2 separate regions of the Zea mays genome follow, and region 2 is linked to region 1. The links are chromatin contacts, called in public Hi-C maps. All regions are on one chromosome and are shown on one strand. The core of a region is the stretch at or near the end of the contact, and the rest is flanking DNA. Distances in the headings are between cores, read along the strand shown.

Region 1 (4,890 bases), core at 977-3,476:
TTAGTCCATTCAGGGTTCAATTTCGGCAAAGCTTTGCTCACTTGAGGGACAAAATTGGCCACACTACAATTGATTTGGGTGTTGCCCAAGAGAAGCTAGAAGCTTACCAAGAGGGTGATCTCAAAAGTATCAACCCTATGGACAGACTACAGTTAGTCAGGGGCCACCTTGTTTCGTTTCCGTTGGATTTCATGTGCCAAGAGGACTTGAGACCATATTTCAGTGAAAGTGAGTACTACACATCACCACAGGTTTTCCATTAGCCTCTCTGTCTGCCTCGTAAAGTTACTCAACCGGCTGTACATGTTGCAAAGATCACCTTGTAGATGCTCTACACATGTTGTCAAATAGGAAACAAAAAAAAATTAATATATTATCATACCATTAGAGTATTAGAATTGTTTCCTAGAAAGAAAATAGTATATCAGTATAGTTCATTCGTTCCAACAACTTTTAGTTTCGGGAAAGAAACAATCAAATTCATTGTTTATAAGTGCAAATAATAGGAGTTTCCTTAGTTCAACACATTTTCTTTGGAATGAATATACACCTCCCATAGCAGTTCATTTTCTTCCTATCCTATTGTGTACCTGCTACACTATCCAGAAATATAAGGGCTAGTTTGGAAACGTAAATCCTTTATAGGATTCTTGGGGATTAATTTCCCAGTCAATCCCCTAGAACCCCGGACGGGATTTAAGTTTTCAAATTGGCCGGCGATGTCTATGTGGTCACATAACATGTATATTCTTGTATTAGTTTGTCGGTCAAACTCGATTTTTGACAGTCGAAACACGCCTTATATTTCTGGATGATAGGGAGTAGTGTTGATTAAGGATATTTGACAATTGACACTATTTTTGCGAGCACTTGAAACTTGTGTGTCTACCTGAAATGGCGGGACAATAAATATACATGTTCTGTGTTGAATCTTGTCTGCTATGACGAATATAAAGAATTGCTGTCACTACTTTGTGCTTTGGTAGAAAGGCACATTGGGAACTTCTACATGTAAATCTTTGAGACCTTGAAGCAGGTATAGATGAATTACCTGAACTGACGACATATATCTATGTATATACAAAAAAAAACATCTGAGGTTAATGTCACCACGTTTGAGAGCTTAAAAGTTCTACTGCAAATGTGTAAACCAGGTTTTCCCCCCTTCTCTAAATATGATTTAACACTTTGGATCGAGTCTACATTGCTTATTTGGTCGAATCAGATTGTTGTGATGAAGGTTTATAATAGACATCACTATGTTAAAATGAACTGTTATTTGTATTTATAGATCACATGCAATTGTACAAACAAATGTGTTTTAGAAAACAAAGACAATTTGACCAAACGTAGGGCTACACCAAACCCTGAGGATAGCACCATGTAAGGAACCTCTGGATTCTGGAAGGTACAAATCGTTACCTTGTCATTAGGGAGTGGTAATGGGCTCTAAACTTTACACTATAAAATTTAAAGATCGGATTAGAGTCAGACTTTATTTCTATTTAATTTTAAACTAAAATTAATTAAGGACTCAAATAAATTGTGAACAAGCATTTGGATGGTGATATGTTACCACCCTTATTTGTCATATTCTATTAGATGGAATGAGCAATAATACGGGATTAGGTCAGATCTTAAATGGGTATATACCCGTTTCTGCCGTCATTCTCAGTGTCATACACGCTTAGGTTGCAGTCAATCAACGCTTGTTGACGAGGATCTGTTCATCCTTTTGATTTTTGTTTAGCTACTCTAGTATTGACCTCAGTACATATGTATTTGTATTGAGCTGAATTGGTGTGTAAATTAAACTAATTTATACTTTAATCTACCTCAACACATGTGGTATTGGGATCAATACTAGAGTATTCAAACTAGACCTCTAGGCTTGTTTGGTAGCAAAGGCAATGAAGAGATTAGCGAGGGATTCTAGCTCGTTCAATCCCTTCCATTACCCTTGCTCCCAAACTAGCCAAACAAGGCCTCCAAAGGCAGATGGTCCACTATGAAAATCTGTTTTTTTTGCATTTTAGCACTCCTTTTAAACAAATTTCACATTTAGTCACTCGAGGAAGTATTCCCGTTTTTATACCCTTTGCTCAACGCGATAAATCGTAGCGTCGAGGTAATACGGCTCGGCGCCACAACCCATGACACCCAAGGTATTGACCTTGCTGGTATGTGTAAACCGAGCTGGCGGTGGCGTGTCCGAGCTTGGCGCCACGATTCACGGTGCCAAGCTCCTGTCTTCGGATTCTAGTGAGATTTGCTTGCACCCTGTTTGCCCGCTTCGCCTTTGCACACTGGGTGACCCTTTCTAGGTGAGTTAGCTAGTTGTTCGCAAATCTCCTCGGATTTCCAAAATAATTCTGCCTTTTGTATTCAAGGCAAATCTTCTCGGATTTCCAAAACAACTAGTATACTGTGCGCGTGTACTGCACCTGCTCGAGCTATTCTTGCGCTTGTACTGCACCAACGCATGCCGACGGGCGAGCTGCACGAGCTGTTGTCGCGCTTGAAGAGCGATGGCAGCGGCGTGTCGTCCACTCGAGACACTCAATAGGAACAGGCTCTCCCGTCATCTGCTGCCTCGCCATTGACGCTGCGCCCTTCTGCTTCCGTAGTTCAGCATCAGCACGCGGGATCTGATGGTCGGACAAAGTAGCGATGCCGACGACACAGACTCAGACTATCGACCCGCTCCTCCTCGACGTTGAACTTGGCGCTCTCATTGTCGGGCATCACAAATTCCATGTTGAAGAAGGCGGCGGCGGCGGATCGTCGACGCGATAAAATGGACGTGGTGGTTGAAATATTTACACATTACCTTCTACAAGATTATATATATATATATATATATTTTTATTTTAGAAAGTAGACAAAGAAATAGTAGGCAACATATCTTATCACATGCAAGCGGTGGGTCAGTAACAAGCTGATCCCAAAGCATAGTGTTTTCCCTGTCACGTATGTTGGAACTTGCTCTCCGGTGCAAGCTGATCCAACGGGGGAGTGTAGCAACGCAAACAGGGTTTAAGTACGAGATAGCAATAGCTCTGTTGATCTGGCCTCTAACGGGCACTGTGCGAGGGTATTTATAGGTATCTGAGTGCCCACCGTCCCGTGTTAAGGACACATGTGCCCTCAGACACCTAGGTTCTCCCCGGAATATTCTCATAAAGCGGGGTTACAGACCGTAATTATAGGGAGGCCTTTACAAATTAGGCCCGTAACGCGCAACGGCCACGCAGGGCCTGTTACAATGGGCCGGATCGCACGCGGGCCTCCATTCTGGGCGAGGTCGGAAGATGAGACGACCTCGTCACAGGTCTTCGTCCGACGATGTATGAGATGAAAGGGTAAGTCTGCCCGTTGTCTTGTCATCGTTGGCGCAGCGAGTACGACGAAGGCCTCGAGCGAAGGGTAGCGTCTTCGCCTTCGCCCCAACATTTGCCCTCCGAGGGACCAGTTCGACAAAGTCATCTGGTGCCGAAGACGTCGCTAGATGGCGGAGACTCTGCCCTCGCTCGAAGTGGTTCCGCGGGGTTTTTGACATGACCGTTGATTGACGCCGTACTGTTGGATTGCGAGTTTCCCGAAGCGCCGCGCCCTGTGTATAAAAGGGGACGGGGGGCGGCGCGTTTTGAACTTTATCTTTCCGCGCTCCGCGAAAACCCTAACCGCCTTCTCAATCCTCTCGCTGCTCGTCTGCCCTCCTTGCTCTTGTTCGCCGGAGATCTGGCCCGTGTGAAGCAGACCGCCCGCCACCGCCGACGGTACGTAGCGATGCCGACCTCTTCTTCTTCTGCTGCCGCTACGCCGCCGGCCGACGCGTCGTCTGAGGAGACGCTGAGCGCTGAGGCGGCGGCGGAGTTGCGCGCCGGCGACACGGTGGATTTCGGTGTGTCGCGGATGTCCTCGGTCCGCGTGCAAGATATGCAGCAGCTTGGTTACTTTGGAGGCGGAGTCGCTCGTGTCCCGGGGACGGAGGAGGTCCCCGAGCCAGAAGGCGAGTTGGTTGTCTTCGAGGCGTTCTTTGCCGCTGGTCTTCGCCTACCTGCGCACCGATTCGTGGGAGAAGTCCTGTGCAGATTTAACGTCCAGATCCACCAGCTGACTCCGAATGCCGTGGTGGCTCTGTCGAAATATGTCTGGGCGACGACTTCGTACGGCGGACAGCCATCGATCGAAGTCTTCGCGAAGTACTATTGCCTGCACTGGCAGAAAAGGATGATCAGAAATAAGGTTGCTCAGTTTGGGTCCTGTACATTTACGCCGAAGACCGGCAAGACCTCGATGGAGGTAGTTGAGTTGGTTCCTTGCGCCCGCAATAAATGGGGCAACTGGCATGAGTTTTGGTTCTACGTTGCGGAGGGCGCCGTCGAAGACCATCCGGGGCTCCCCGTGGCCGAGATGTGCTCGCATTATTACTCAGCATACCCGCAGTTTGAAGTGGCGGAGGAGGATGCAAACGAAGGGGCCCTGCGGTGCGCGGCTGGCCTGAGTAGCGGGCGCGATTTGGTTGAGGAGTTTGTGGCGTATGGGGTGTGGCCTTTGGCGCATGGCTGGGCGCTGGGCGAAGTATGCCCTCGCCAGATGCCTTCCCGTGGTGGGATGTTGGTGCGAAGTCCCGCCTTCGCACTGGATCTGCATAGCCGCGATCATGCCGCGTTTGTGCGTGAGGCGGAGGATGGGGCGGTGCGGATTGTTGGTCGGTACGTGCTGAAGACGGAAGGCCAGCGTAGCTGGGATATACGCGGGTCCAACGACCGCTTGAACAGGGTCTTCGAGTTGAACCGTCTGCCGTATGGCGGTTATCCCGGGCAAGACGATGTGGATCGTCGTGGGAAGAAGCCGGCGGCAGAGACTGGAGACGACCCCGCGCCG
Region 2 (4,890 bases), core at 979-3,478, 220 kb after region 1:
TCACATATAAGAATTTGTGATGCATTGCTATAAGTGTTTAATTCTCTTCGATGTAGCGTTATTTATCCTATGATATTCCTCCTTATGTTCATGCATACCCATTGTGCATTTCAAATAGGTAAGCTAGATGATCGTGCAGACTGAAGGGCATGGATCGGAGCAGATCTCAGGGCGATGTCGACAGATCGAACCGGAGGATGGATGACCTGATCAAGTACTAGGATCAAAGATGGTTGCCAAGCGGAAGCCTCTAACAAGCACTAACTTAATATTGGTTTTCAGGCAAGCCCCGATGCATTCAGTGGTGCCATGTCGATACGAGCACATGTTCTACTTGACTAAGCTCCGATGCATTCACCCCTTTCCTTATTGTTTACAAAAAAAATTACCTTACATGATGTATATGTGATAGGAGTTGTGTGATGAAACAATTGATGCATTACCATCCTTGGAAACTTGATTATCATCCTTGATACCTTTTTTATGAAAAGCTAGTGATGCTTAGCCCTGCTTATTAAATTAGGTTTTGTTTTTAAAAGATGATGTGCAACAGTGGATATGGGAATTTATGAGGTTTTGTTTTTAAAAGATGATGTGCAACAGTGGATATGGGAATTTATGGAAAAGGGACTTGTAATGATGAAGGCATCATTTGCGATGATGAATTCATCATTCAAGTAGGGTACCTCTCTCAGGTACCAAGTTTGGGGGATACTTTAAAAATAGAGACCAGATGTTGAGCATGAAAGTTCGCATGTTTATGTCGATTAAAAACGGTTCGTTGTAGGCTTGCTGATCAAGGACTTTTTAGCTAGCAACATACCACGTAAAGGGTAAGCCTGAACCCGGCTATTCCATACGTGAAAAAACAACCACACACTGGACATGGGAGATGGCGGGATGTACTCTCCTGGCCAAGAGGCTAGACCGCTAGATGCAGTATTGTGCTCCTAGATAGCGCGGACCGGTTCACGTTTTGAAAGATCCATGAGAATGGTTGACATATGCATTGTAACTTTTGTAATAAGATTTTCGCTATAAATTTTGGTATGTAATTTGTGTTTACTTAATCTTGTGATCATAGTTATAAGTGGTTTATCCGAGATCCTTAGAATACTCGAGCAGATCATACATAACCGTCTAAGCTCTTTAAGACGAGGACACATACATATAGATCCAATAACTTAGGAGGTTCTGTAACAAATCTCGCCTTCACAAACAAGGATAATCTTCGCTCGGCGAAGCACTAGAGCCCTGCGATGAAACCAACCTCTGACGCCACCTTTGCAAGCAATTCTCCCTCAATTTTGGCCCAATAGCATTTGCACCGAAGCAAAACCAGAACGTGACTCTCAAAAAAAACGTGGACATATTTAGACTTGTCAGGGATTATTTAGACTTAATAAATTCATCTCACAAATTAGACATGACATATGCAATTAATTTTATAATAAGCACATGTTTAGTCTTAATTAGTATCCAAACCTGGACTAAACTTTGGTCTAGAGGATCCGACACCCTCTTAACATTTTCAGTCAGACCTTGTTCGGTTATTCCCGTTACACATGGATTTGATGAGATTAGAAAAATTAAGAAGAAAATTTAACTTGCTTGAGATTTAAACCAATCCGATCTCACTCAATCCACATAAATTGAGAGCTAATCGAACAAACCCTCAAGTGGCACGGAAGAAAACCTAAGGCTATCTTCAACAGCTTACACATTCTTATACTCATATTCAAAAATCCACCCTGCGAACAGTACAATCTACAAACAATACAATCTACAGTACAAAAACAGTGTTTTGGATGGCCATAAGGGTGAACTGCTAAACACGGTCTAAGAAACTGACAAAAGGATGGTCCAAGGCATCTTGAAGTTCTGCTAATTACAAAGCTGCACATACAAACTGTCACCACGAAACTTCTATGCACACGGTATTCACAATATTTACATGTTATAAACTGCTACTGTTTCCAAGAGAGCTCACCAGAACGGACACCACCTGTGAAACAAACAAGCAACAAACAGTGAGTCACAAAAAAAGATGGTTGGCCCAGAATTACAGAACGGGGCAGCTGCAAGAAAGGAGGAAGTTCGAACAGATTCATACCCGACATAGTTTTGGCACAAATTTTCGTGTGAAGTCGCTTGGAGTATGAGCTTCTGAACCTGAACCTTCACTGAGAGACCAGGTTGGGCATCCCGGGCATCTCCTGAAGCCAAATGCTCACTGCCATGTTGGATAGAGCTACCTGCTCCAGCCAAAGCTGACCCAGAAGAGAAGTCACGCCCTGTTAGTTTGTCACTCATCCGTGCCATCACAGCTACAGCACGCTCATTCAAAACCTCATTGGCATCACCGAGTTGATTGACAGCCTGCATGGACAAAATTAATGGTTACTCATCCAGGTGAGTGGTCGGGTTTAGTGCAATCAGACCACGAGGATGGAGAAGAGCAGGTAACCTGTAGCAGTTCCCTCTCACGTGCTCCTCGCTGAGGTTGCATGAGCTCTCGGTTAGCCACTGCTTCTTCACTACTGACAACCGTGTGAGCATGAACATTACCATAGTTCGACACTTGAGGAACCTCATTGAAATTGAACAGACGCCAATTGATTAACGGGTCATGTACAAATGCCTGGGGAGAGCAAAAGCAAAATATTTAAAATGCTTAATAAGCACAAGATCGCCAAGCATGTAGGTAGGTGGTACAAATAACACACACAACGAAGAACTGAAGACAAAAGGATATAGTCATCTTCCTATTGTGTTCTCCAAACAATCCCCCATTACAAAATCAGACCGTTGTAGAAACATTGGGAGCATCAACTCAAAATATAGTACACAGATATGACAAATTAGTCTGCTATTTAATTTCTGCTAAATAAGGATACACATTTCTTTAGTGAGTGACATCTTGTTTTATCTAATCAAGCTCTTGATTTCTGATTGAATCCAGCCTTAAGAAAACTAACTCCTAACCATTATTTATTTTTTTACTTTTCAGAATCTGTACTAGTAATAAAAATAACAGCGGCATCTGAAGTGAAGAAACTAAAGATTTCTCCAAGATATACGCTATGCAATAGGGTCATACGGAAAATAAGGTGATAATCTCACCTCCATCATGGCCATAACGCTGTCTCTGTTTGTGCGAAGGACTTGCATCACATTTTCACAAGTTGTTCGGAATGTACCCTCAATACCGCTAACTTCCATAGCTTTCACAAGCATTCGAGTCAAACGGAATGGTACCTACACCGTACATTGCAAACTGGTAAGATACTGTCACAAACAAAAATGTAATGTCTAAGTCACAGTGAGGAGTACAAGTCATGAACACATTTCTAAATGTTAAACGTGCCTCCAAAAAGGCAAGTACATACTTTGACCACTAATTTCTCTTATAGTCTATCAATATAAAGTCTCAAGCATGGACTACTGATTTCTCTAGTATATTGTCCACGATAATAAAATCTTAATCATAAGAAAACACTTTCGAATCAAATGGTGCAAAGTTTGTATCGTGCAATCTACACACTGGTATATTAATTTCTGGCCAAAGTTTATAAAGTTTGAAAGTTGAAACACCTACACCTTATAAAAAGAAAGTGAGGGAATAATTAAGGTATAATGCACACAGCAAGATTACTTACTTTTTCAGGGAACTTTTCTCGATTCATTGAAGCCTCAAAGCAATCTCCGAAGTCGATGTGTAATATTTTTCCACTGAAGAAAAAAGAACAATTTTATTACAGAAGTAACCGCATAATGCATACACTATACACTAATGGAAGAATAGTTCTGAAGATGTACCTATAGCGATCTAACATAAGGTTGCTTGGATGCCGATCTCCTAAACCAAGCAAATACCCAACCTGAAAATTACCTTTTCAGCATCTTAAAGTAATCAAGATTCCATTTGAAAATCAGAAGAAAGTAGCCCATACCATGCTCATAACAGCCAGGCTTCTAGCGTAGTTTGTGCGGCGCTCAAGCCATACTTCCGAAGTTCGACTCTTCAGCCACAGAACCTGCCACAGTTTATTTATATAGAATGAGGCTACAACATCGTAAATATAAAGGACATACTCATTAAGAGAAGATACATAACAATACCTTCGCAAGGTCATTTCCCTCAGTATTTTGCAAAGCATGCTGAAACACTTCCACCTTTGCAATGAGGGGTAAGTGATCATAATCGGGTGCAAAAGCCAACATAAGTCTGTGCTCCTGATTCAAGAAAATCTGGACACGGAAACAAACACTAATTGCTAAATAAAATAAATCAAATATATATAGCTACGAGACAAGAGAATACAGCAAACAAACCTTCCTGGCATCTCTGTATTCACGGATCAGAGCATGAAGTGTGTCACAGTTTGGAACCCATCCAATTAAACCACTGTTAGGTGACAAAGGTATAACAGCATATCTTTGGATTGATAAATCCTTCTCTGATGTTTTCCTTGAGTTCTCTAGGAGAGTATTCACCAAACCAAAAAGCTAAATGGAGAAGAAAGGAAATTAGATATTGTACAAGAACAAAATTACACAAAAAAAGTAAACAAGAGGTAATATTTTATGCTATTTTCACGATCAAGAATAGCATTGAAACTAGTAAATTATTCTTATGTGATAATAACTGAATGCCCAAGAGACTCAAGTTCCCTTGCTGTGCTTTTCAGAATCACAGTTGGGATAAGACAGTGCTATTTATGCATAGATCATACAGCCACGGCAAACTGCCATTGCAATTTTTCACCTAGTTTCAGAATTAGTATCACATTGCTCATTTGATGTTTTTTTTAATGGAGACTTGAACAGAATTTGTCAAAGATATCCTTGGTCTCAACTAAAAAGCAAGATCAATACTGCTGACGCATA

What was found. A called contact is a pair of places that touch in the nucleus more often than the background predicts.
Region 2: a contact with region 1 is called in a Hi-C map of root tip, with 4 times the contacts expected there. The contact joins two enhancer-like sites. A contact is called at or near these places in 10 of 25 Hi-C or Micro-C datasets (bundle sheath, ear, leaf and 3 more) and 1 of 3 datasets of contacts at active chromatin or transcription factors (seedling).

What each region holds. Positions count from the first base shown.
Region 1 is chr6:149,796,510-149,801,399 of Zm-B73-REFERENCE-NAM-5.0, forward strand. It overlaps LOC103630236 (phospholipase D zeta 1), which reads left to right. Exons shown (of 20, transcript XM_008651305.4): 20 at 14-629. The coding sequence ends at 263. Among protein-coding and RNA genes, the nearest start is that of LOC103630236, 30 kb to the left of the region's middle. Within about 2 kb of position 2,227, at least 5 of the 20 cell types and tissues checked have an H3K27ac peak or open chromatin away from gene starts, as enhancers often do. A contact at or near this core is called in root tip, where this site is marked.
Region 2 is chr6:150,012,428-150,017,317 of Zm-B73-REFERENCE-NAM-5.0, forward strand. It overlaps LOC542211, which reads right to left. Exons shown (of 58, transcript NM_001111823.2): 50 at 4,336-4,509; 51 at 4,123-4,251; 52 at 3,954-4,037; 53 at 3,820-3,881; 54 at 3,660-3,732; 55 at 3,124-3,258; 56 at 2,468-2,641; 57 at 2,114-2,379; 58 at 1,730-2,005. The coding sequence ends at 1,987. Among protein-coding and RNA genes, the nearest start is that of LOC103630237, 24 kb to the right of the region's middle. Within about 2 kb of position 2,229, at least 5 of the 20 cell types and tissues checked have an H3K27ac peak or open chromatin away from gene starts, as enhancers often do. A contact at or near this core is called in root tip, where this site is marked.